2 separate regions of the Triticum aestivum genome follow, and region 1 is linked to region 2. A link is a contact called in public Hi-C data. All regions are on one chromosome and are shown on one strand. The core of a region is the stretch at or near the end of the contact, and the rest is flanking DNA. Distances in the headings are between cores, read along the strand shown. Region 1 holds the start of LOC123121562 (homeobox-leucine zipper protein HOX9). Region 2 has its middle 220 kb from the start of LOC123121554.

Region 1 (4,278 bases), core at 429-2,928, 270 kb before region 2:
AAGCAACGTGGTCTGTAAAAGTAAAACAACAAAATGGAGACTTACATTCTGCAGCTGCTGCTTCATGTATGCATTCTCATGAACCAACTGGGAGACCTGCTTCTGGAGACGCTCATTCTCTTCCATGAGGAGCTTGTTCATGGCGCTCAGTTTTCTGTTCACGGCCTGAAGCCTCGAAGACTCCTTCCGCTGCTTATCACGGCACCTGCACCCACGGAGAAAAGCCCATGACAATTATGCTTGAATGCAGAACCTGCCCAGATTGGGAAAATACACATATGCTCCAACACAGAACTAGAAACTCCCACATTTGTTCGTGATCCATCCTTACTCAATTTACCCAGCTACCATTACACTCTCATGCAGCGTAATGGCTGCTGATGCAGCAAATTCCATCCAATCACAAAAGGCGAAAGCGCGGCGGGCGGCCGACATGCTCACCTTCGGTTCTGGAACCAGACCTTGATCTGCCTGGGCTCGATGTTGGACAGAATGGGGCACTCGCGGAGCAGCTGCTGCCTCCGCGTGGAGGTCGGCTTGGGGCATTCGGCGTACACCCGCTCCAGCGCCTCCACCTGCTCCGGCGTGTACCGCACGTACTTGCCCGAGTCCATCCCGCCCTTGTCGTAGCCGCCGCCGCCGCCGTCGCTCCCGCTCCCGCTCCCGCAACGCATCGCCGCCACCGCCGCCGCCATCTTAAGCTCTTCCTTTGCGTCCTAGTTTCACCCCCTCGCGGCGCGCAGCGATCCTTGAGGGCAGAACAACCTGGGAGGAGATTTTCGAGCGGTTAGAACAAATTTGACATGGGGAAACGCGGGAGATTGACGAGCGCTGTTGGGCCATCCGCGCCCCTCCATCCCTCCTCCTGATCCCTCCCTTAAACAACAAAGCGTGGAAAAGCACGCAAAGGAGGCGGCTTTTGGCTCAGTATCTGAAATGAGGAAAAAGGAAAGGCAGCCGCAGCAGAAGACGCAAATGCGGGCGGCGAGGCGACGCCAGAATCGCACGATTTCGTGTGAGAATCAAAAGTGGAAAAATTAGCCGCGCGGAAATATCAGCTAAATCCTCCAGCGACAAGACAAAAAATAGACGGATAATCGCAGGAAAAAAATGTTTTCAGGGACGAAAAAAAAAAGATCCATCAGGAAACGCAAATGGCGACGCGGATAAGCAGTCTGAGGAGCACACGCGAGAATCGTCCTCCCGAGCTCCCGAACGACGCGTAGAGCGAAATTAGACATGAGTTACCTCCACACACGCCGGCCGGCCGGCGCGGGGAGGGGCGCCGCCGGTGACCCGCTCACAGCCTCCCGCCGCCCCGCCGGGCTGCGGTAGGGGGAGCCACGTCCATGAACCGCTTCCTCTGGCACTCCACCTACTACTCCTCCACCGCCGCGACAACCGGGGCCGCTAGCTCGCCCTCCGGACCACCGGATCCGGCCCCTCCTGCCCTCAGCTCGCGTCCGTCCGCCCGACCTGAGGCAATCGAACGAGCACACCACAGCACGAGCGACGAGAGGGAGAGGGGGGGAGAGAGAGAGACTGTACAGCGACACGGGGAGGGTGGCAAAAGGTGACAGCTTTAAAGGCTGGCCAGTGAGAGAGAGAGGGCGGGGCGGTGGGGGAGCGGAGCAGGAGCCCGGGGTCGCGAGAGTGGCAGTAGCTCAGGCTCAGCTCGCACTACGTCTAGTCGTATTCTACGCTGCGAGCCAGAGGCCTCTGGAGCTACAGCTACGATGATAGACTAGCTAGGCTACTAGGCAGTGAGAGGACGTGAGGAGATGGAGAAAGCTGTGGAGGAGGACGAAGGGGGTGGGTGAGCTCGGTCCATGGAGGTCGGGAGTGGGGCTCACACACAGTGGTTCGCTGTACCCCGGCCCGCGTCACTGTCGCGCTGAAAGGACACCATTATTTTCCCCGTGACATCTCGCTGACCGCGTCGACTTGGACATTTTTTCTCTTGATGACATTGTTGTTGAGGTTGCTTACCGCATACTACCTTCTTCCTGGTCTGTAAGTCTTTTTGTATTTTGTGTCAATATTTTACTAAAGATTTAACTAACAAAATATTAATGCATATTATAGAAAAAATATTATTTGATTCATATTTGAACATAGTTTTTAATTATATTTTTTAAAGATATGTATTAACATTTTGTTAATTAAATTTAACGTCAAATTTTGACGTGAAATGCAAATGGGACTAATAAACCAGGACGGAGGTAATACACCATTTGTCATGGTCAAAACCTGACACCAGATCAATAATGTAGTCAAATTTTTTACAACTATTATTATTACTATGCCCGTGCAATCCTCAAACATATTACAACAAGCACTAAAGTTTTGAAGATCAAATGAAAAGTTCAAATTGGAGGCCTAACAAAGAGAAACAAATGATACTATGCAAAGAGTTAGCTATATTTTATGCTTACTACAAAAAATACAATATAATAAGGCTGATGAACACCTAGCTTTTTTTATGCAATCTCATAAGAATGTAATTATTATTTAAAACAATTTGCAATGCTATGTACATCTCACTCCAATGCATACCACAACATCAAATTGACCTTAATTAACCTAACAAAAGGTATAGAACGAAAACAGATCATAATCAGCCTTAAAACATGCATGTCTCTACGGTATTGTATACTTTATCTCGCCACTCAAGGGCATCACATGGCATGATTAAAACGGTGAAAAAAAGGCACTGCAGTAAGTGAATATGAATAGGGAGAAAGAAGATGTAGAGAATTATTTTATTTTACACACTAAAAACATTCAAATATCTGACAGCACATCCAACTGTTCCTCAGCTCGTTGTACAAGAATAATATTCTTTCAATGTGCATCACTCAAGATCTAGAATAGTTTCTTATCGACAATGATGAGCTCTATTTTCGGTAAACCTCAAAAGTTCTTAATAAAACCACTTCGCCTTGTTGAACTTCACAGTATTTAAGTGTGATTTCTTTTGATCTGGTCAACAAAAACATGGACTGATAGTTACCAATTTTGCTCTGCACTATGACATACAAACAACATTGTGTATGATTAGAAGAAAAAAAGCTTTTCAAGAGTCATCACTTGAGAGCAATTAAGAATAAAGATTAAGTATTAAATAGTTCCCCTAACAATCACCGGGCCATTCCACCTTTTCAAAATATTTATTTAGGCCTTGATATTTTTCCACTCTTTTTTTTCAAGTCAATAGTAGCATAAACTCCATCCGGTGATAGTCATGCCATAAATCTTAAGGTTGCAAAGAGAACCTTGTCAAAAGAGAACATGAGATTTTTAGGGGTGGTAAATCAAATGTTTTTAGGGCAAATTATGTTGACAATTTCCTTTAGCAAGCACGACAAAATCCGCCATGTTTAGATTTTTGCCAGGATTTGCTATGCTTGTTAACAGAAACTGCCATCCTTGATACAACACAAATTGCAATAAAAGAGTCCAATTTGCCACCCCTAAAAATTTGATGTCAGATTTTTAAGAGATAAAAAGTCCTGAACAACCATTTGTGATGCGTTGAGCGCCTAGCTCGTCCCAACCTCTGTGAAATGCAAACTAACAAACTTTTGTGGCACCAGCAAGCTTGTTTCTGTCGGTCGCCTTGGACTACGATTTCAGCGACCACCTCTACAATAGATCAGTGGCTTGCAAGCCAAATCAAAATGGGCGAGTTAAGGTTTCACATGGTGTCAAACTTCTAGTACATGCAAAAGGAACAACTTTGCTGCAGTAATTATTTCCTTTCTGGACCGCAACAGTTCACGGACAACGTATGAAGCTTTACTTCAGTAGAACCATTAGCTGAACAACACATGCAAGCACAACCAAAAGGACCAACCAATGCGCAGGGCATGTGTGGCTTGCCGGCCTGGCGGTGTCGTGGCACAGCTACCGCAAACACTCAAAGAAGTGCACCCAGCCCAAGGTAGAGAAAGGATACAAACCGCGACAAGGGTAGGGTTAGCAACATCAGAAGCGATGGTCACCAACACGGCGATCAGGTTGGGAGTTGGCGCGACGACGGGAATGAGACGAAATAACAGTGGGAGTAACCTTGAGGAGAGATTCGACGGAACCAACCCTAGAGTCCGGCCCTTCTCTATAGTCACCGCTCGGGGCCGAGCGGAAGGAGGCAGATCTCAGACAGGTGACAACGGAGCTCGCACCATCGATGTTGGACATCGAGCATGAACAGGGCGGTGAAACTCTAGCGCCGTCGGGGCATCGGAGGTCGGGTGGACAATTTTGTGAGTTGCAGCA
Region 2 (4,469 bases), core at 26-2,525:
ACTGCCAGATGTGCCAATGCGCTTAGCTGCGCAAGTCGTGCGCTTCGGGGTGAAAGGCTCAGCATCAGCTCTCAGCGTCGACGCCTGAACCTCCTTCAGCAGTGGCGGCGCTAGTTTCTTCACAATATTAGCGCAGAATGTCTTCAGCCTTTCAAGAGCCACTGCATCTTGTCCAGTTAAGCTCTCCGTTGTGCCTCTTCTCTCACTGCTTAACTCGGTAGCCACCAACGCAACCTGACTGGTCGGTTCCACCTCCAACTGCGCGGACGCCGCAAACTGCGCCTCAGGAACAGTAACCCCGAGTGGAGGGGGGCGTGCGCAGCTCCTTGTCGCGATCTGCATGGTTCCCATCCACTAGTCCCATATGTGCATGCGTGCCATCATGTAACGCCATCTCATCGGGGCAGACCACCCCGCCGGGTCCCACCACATCCTGTGCCAGCAGCGGTCCCATCGAGACGCCAGGAGCCACCTCCGGACAAGTGGCGGCACGTGGCTGGATGCCCATGCACCCACAACCCGCCTTGCTGGCCGCCAAATCAGTGAGGGGATCAATCATTCGCTCCTCGATCCCCCCAGCCTCAACAGCCACCACATGTGTCTCGATTCCCGTGGCCTCCACCTCTGCCATGCCGCTGGTTGGTGGCTCGAATTCCTGTTCCCCCACTGGTAGGCGGCACGATCACCAGAGCCGTCTCGGTCAGCGCAATTGTCCCTACCACTGCGGTCCTTGCAAGCGTCCCCGCCTGCAAAGTAGCATTTCCGACAGTAGCAGGAACTGGTGGGTCCTCCTTCGTCGCCAACACACATAATCACTCATACAATAAGGTTAGCTATGAGGTTGGCTATAAGATTAATATTTTTTTAAATATTCTCTCTATCTTTTTCCTCACATTTATTGCATCTGTCTTGAAGCACGCATATAGCCAGGCTCTTGCATGAGAGCCCATTCTCCTTACTTTTTCATGTCTCTTCTTCATATAGGCAAAAGTGTCATGTAAGAGGCTATAAGTCCACTATTATACTTGCTTTAAGGTCGAATTTGGTAAGTCCGATTGCAAGACTATTAGGCATTCGAATGACTGAAAGAGCCGGGCCTCAAACTCACGGGATGGATGAGTTATTTTGAAGGTTCGAGAACACTCGGGCAAAAGCTGGTGTTGGACTGTTCTAGCAATGCTCGGAGTTAAAATCAAGCCTTGCAGTTAAAGTCTCAGCAGGTAGGTCCCATCTGTGTGGGTTGAACCGGCTGATCAAGTGGTGAGGTCCCTGCCACGCGAGTTGCGGCTGTGGGCCCAACCTGCGAGCGAAAATGGACGCGGATACCGAGGGCGTGGGCATGGACCCAGTGCTTCCCGACCCAAACCTTCATCGGAATCACGGAACTACCACCGGGGCGTGGAGCGCTTCTTCACTAGCACACCAGGCTCACCATCAGCATGGAGTGCATGGTGCATCTAGTCTAGCAACTTAGAAAAAACATGGTGCACCTAGCCACTAGGACAAGTCAAGTCGCCCATGCAGAAACATGCCTTTTCTGTGCCGTGCTGCTATTTGTTACTCTCTTCGGGTTTTTTTCCTTGCACCAGCACGTAGATCAACAGTACTCCATCTCAGTAGTTGCACACTGTTTTCTTTGGCCTTTGAGACAACAAATGTGTCGAGTAATTAACCAGAGCTTTTTTTTAGGGGGAGTTAGCCAGAGCTGTGCTGCATTTTATTGCCCACAGACGTGAAGTGAGAAAGGTAGGCCTTCCTGTTCCTGGTATCGTGTCGAAAGGACACAAGTAATGGGGCCGAAGGTAACAAACAAACAAATAGTGGTAGCTTCATACTCTCACAAGCCGATGGATCCATTCATCGGCCGACAAGTGACATCTGGATCAACGCAAACAACGTCGTACGCAACGCTGGGTCGATATCGTAATTAGCTAGGCGAGTTGTTTTCTTCGCTGATTTGATCATCGGATGGTACACGTACGTAACGTACGCGATAGCTAGCCAGTGATCGGGGAACCGCCGGAACTAGATTGGCAGCTCATTAGTTCGTTGATGTTGACGCGTCACTAGCTCGTCCCTCAAATAAAAAGTGATTTGATGTTCTAAATTGTTAGAGCAATAATTATGTATAAGTCGGTCAAATTATATATATTACGATACTTGAATAGTGTGTGTTATTTAGTTGTAGCTAGACTGATCTTCCAAAATTCAAAACTATATTTTGATTAGTAAGCGGTACTGTTTTTTTTAACACAATACAGACGTAGACACTCATAGTAAGTGATATTGTTGAGGTACGCGTGGTTGCGACTATATATTTGGCGCCCACGATCCATTTCACAATAAGTGGTGACGATCGACTTCACACGATGCAGTTCAGAAATGATGCGGTTAATTAAGTGCAACTAAAAAAATAGAGTTTTTTAAATAAGGTGCACAAATAAGATTGCAACCTATTTTGGGATTTTTGAAAAAAGATTTTGCTTGAATATGTGATGCATTTGTACCGGACAGAACAAATAAGGTGCACATTAAAAAACGTGAGCGTAGGGAAAATGCTCTTGTCACTTACCTCTTCGCCTCTCCTCCAAGCGAACACGCGGCTAGGGTTTTTGCCTCATCGGTGCCTTTGCCGATCTGCCTCATCTTCTATGACCTCGGCGGTGGATCCTGACCCTTGACGATGAGATGACTCTATTTTTTATGTTTTTTTATAAAATTTGTTACGGTTTATGTCTTACTCAGGAAGATAAGGCGATGATGGCTCATTGAACGTGAATTAAAATTCTCCCCAACCAGCCCCTAGCCCGAAGGTCGGCCCTGCCATTTGGAAGAGTAAAGTAGACGCAATTCCTGAAAAGGTGAAAATGATAGGAAGAGAAGAGCAATCGACGCAGGGAGTATGTGGTGTGCTCCTCGCTCTGCTTTGCTTGCTTCTCAATCTCTCCCATTCCTTTGACCCATGCATGTCGGCGGGCGCTGCCGAGTAACGACGGAGTTGACACTTTGACAGCCCGGTAGAATTAGTCTAACGAGCTTAACTAAACACGCAGTAGAAACTCTCACAAGGCTATACACTTACAAGGGTATACGATACAGATTATAGGAAGGAAAAAAATAGCAAAAATAACAATTTTTCCTACCCGTTGACACTTGACAGTCTACAATGCTGAAATGAACTTCGATGTCCAGAGCTATACTAGGATGTCTCCAAGTCTATATACCAGAGCGAAGCATGCAAGGACAACCAGAGCGAAGCATGCGTGTACATGCCCTCCTGTGCCAAAACAGCAGAGCGAAGCATGCAAGAACAACCAGCAGGCTGGCATGCGTGTACATGCCCTGTGCTTGTGCGTGCAAAGAGAAGAAGGAGAGCATGCATTGCATTGCATGCTGGCTGTGGTGATGGGCCAGCCCAGCCAGGGGAAGAACACTGGTACTATCTTATCTCATGGTGTCCCCCATGTAGCCACGCCAGAAAAGGAACCTCCGCCCCATCCATCACGTGGCTGGCTGGACTGGAGTGGAGAGCATGGTACGCTAGTCTTCAGTGTTGGCCTTTACTTGCCAGATTAATCAATTAGAAACATTCTATCAATCAAGTAACTAAAGTAAGACGGTTCGCACACGAGCTTTGGTCCGACTTGTTAATCCCGGGCTGCTTTGCTCTCAGCTGTCGATCGATCCAGCATGGCCGCGCGCTTCTTTTGCCTTTTCCTGGAAAGAAAAACGGCGCAGAGAAAAAAAAAGCAGATTTTTTTTTGCATGGTAATAAAAAAAAGCAGTTAGAAATAAGCATACTACTACTGCTAGTCCCGTATAGGCACCGAGGTTACGGACACGAGGCCGGCAAAATTAAGACGAAAGCGACCGTGGTGGTTAAGCAGCGCCAGCTCCCAGAGCCAAAAGGATCAGGTCGTCTCACGTCTATCTTTGCTCCCCTGTGGACGTTGGACCCCCTCCCTGCTCTCATCTGTCTTTTTTTAGAGAAAAACATTCTTCTACCTCCATGTTATCTCCTTTCACGCTCTTGTCGATCCCAAAGATAGATAGTAGCATCACGCATTACACTTTTCTTCAGACATGGAGCTTCTGCTCCCATGCTCAAATGCACTCTCCTGAGAGCATCTCCAATAGCTTGTCTATATGGATGTCTATACTCGTTTTTCATGACGTGAGCCCAAAACAGGCGTCCAACAGCTTGTCTATATGGTCGTCCAAATATACACATCCTCTATATCGACCTTACCAATGTCCACGCCCGAACAATGTGAAGGCGTTGTCTAAACTCAGTTGCAGTCATGATTTCTTCCTCTCCCCAGCGACGGACCACCTGTCATGGTCCCTGTATATAGACATTCTAATGCAAAACTGAACGTGTATATGAGGAAATCTTTTTAGACCATTGTCTATATGAATATATAGACATCCAAATATACACATGCTATTGGAGATACTCTGAATAGCAA

What was found. Hi-C and Micro-C count contacts between places; a contact is called where the count stands out from the background.
Region 1: a contact with region 2 is called in a Hi-C map of leaf, with 3 times the contacts expected there. The contact joins the promoter of LOC123121562 here to the enhancer-like site in region 2. A contact is called at or near these places in 2 of 5 Hi-C or Micro-C datasets (leaf and an unstated tissue) and 1 of 1 datasets of contacts at active chromatin or transcription factors (leaf).

Annotation. Positions count from the first base shown.
Region 1 is chr1B:317,721,299-317,725,576 of IWGSC CS RefSeq v2.1, reverse strand. It overlaps LOC123121562 (homeobox-leucine zipper protein HOX9), which reads right to left and starts at 1,678. Exons shown (of 19, transcript XM_044541580.1): 1 at 1,249-1,678; 2 at 442-765; 3 at 46-205. The coding sequence starts at 695.
Region 2 is chr1B:317,452,582-317,457,050 of IWGSC CS RefSeq v2.1, reverse strand. No RefSeq gene overlaps it. Among protein-coding and RNA genes, the nearest start is that of LOC123121554, 220 kb to the right of the region's middle. Within about 2 kb of position 1,275, at least 4 of the 8 cell types and tissues checked have an H3K27ac peak or open chromatin away from gene starts, as enhancers often do. A contact at or near this core is called in leaf, where this site is marked.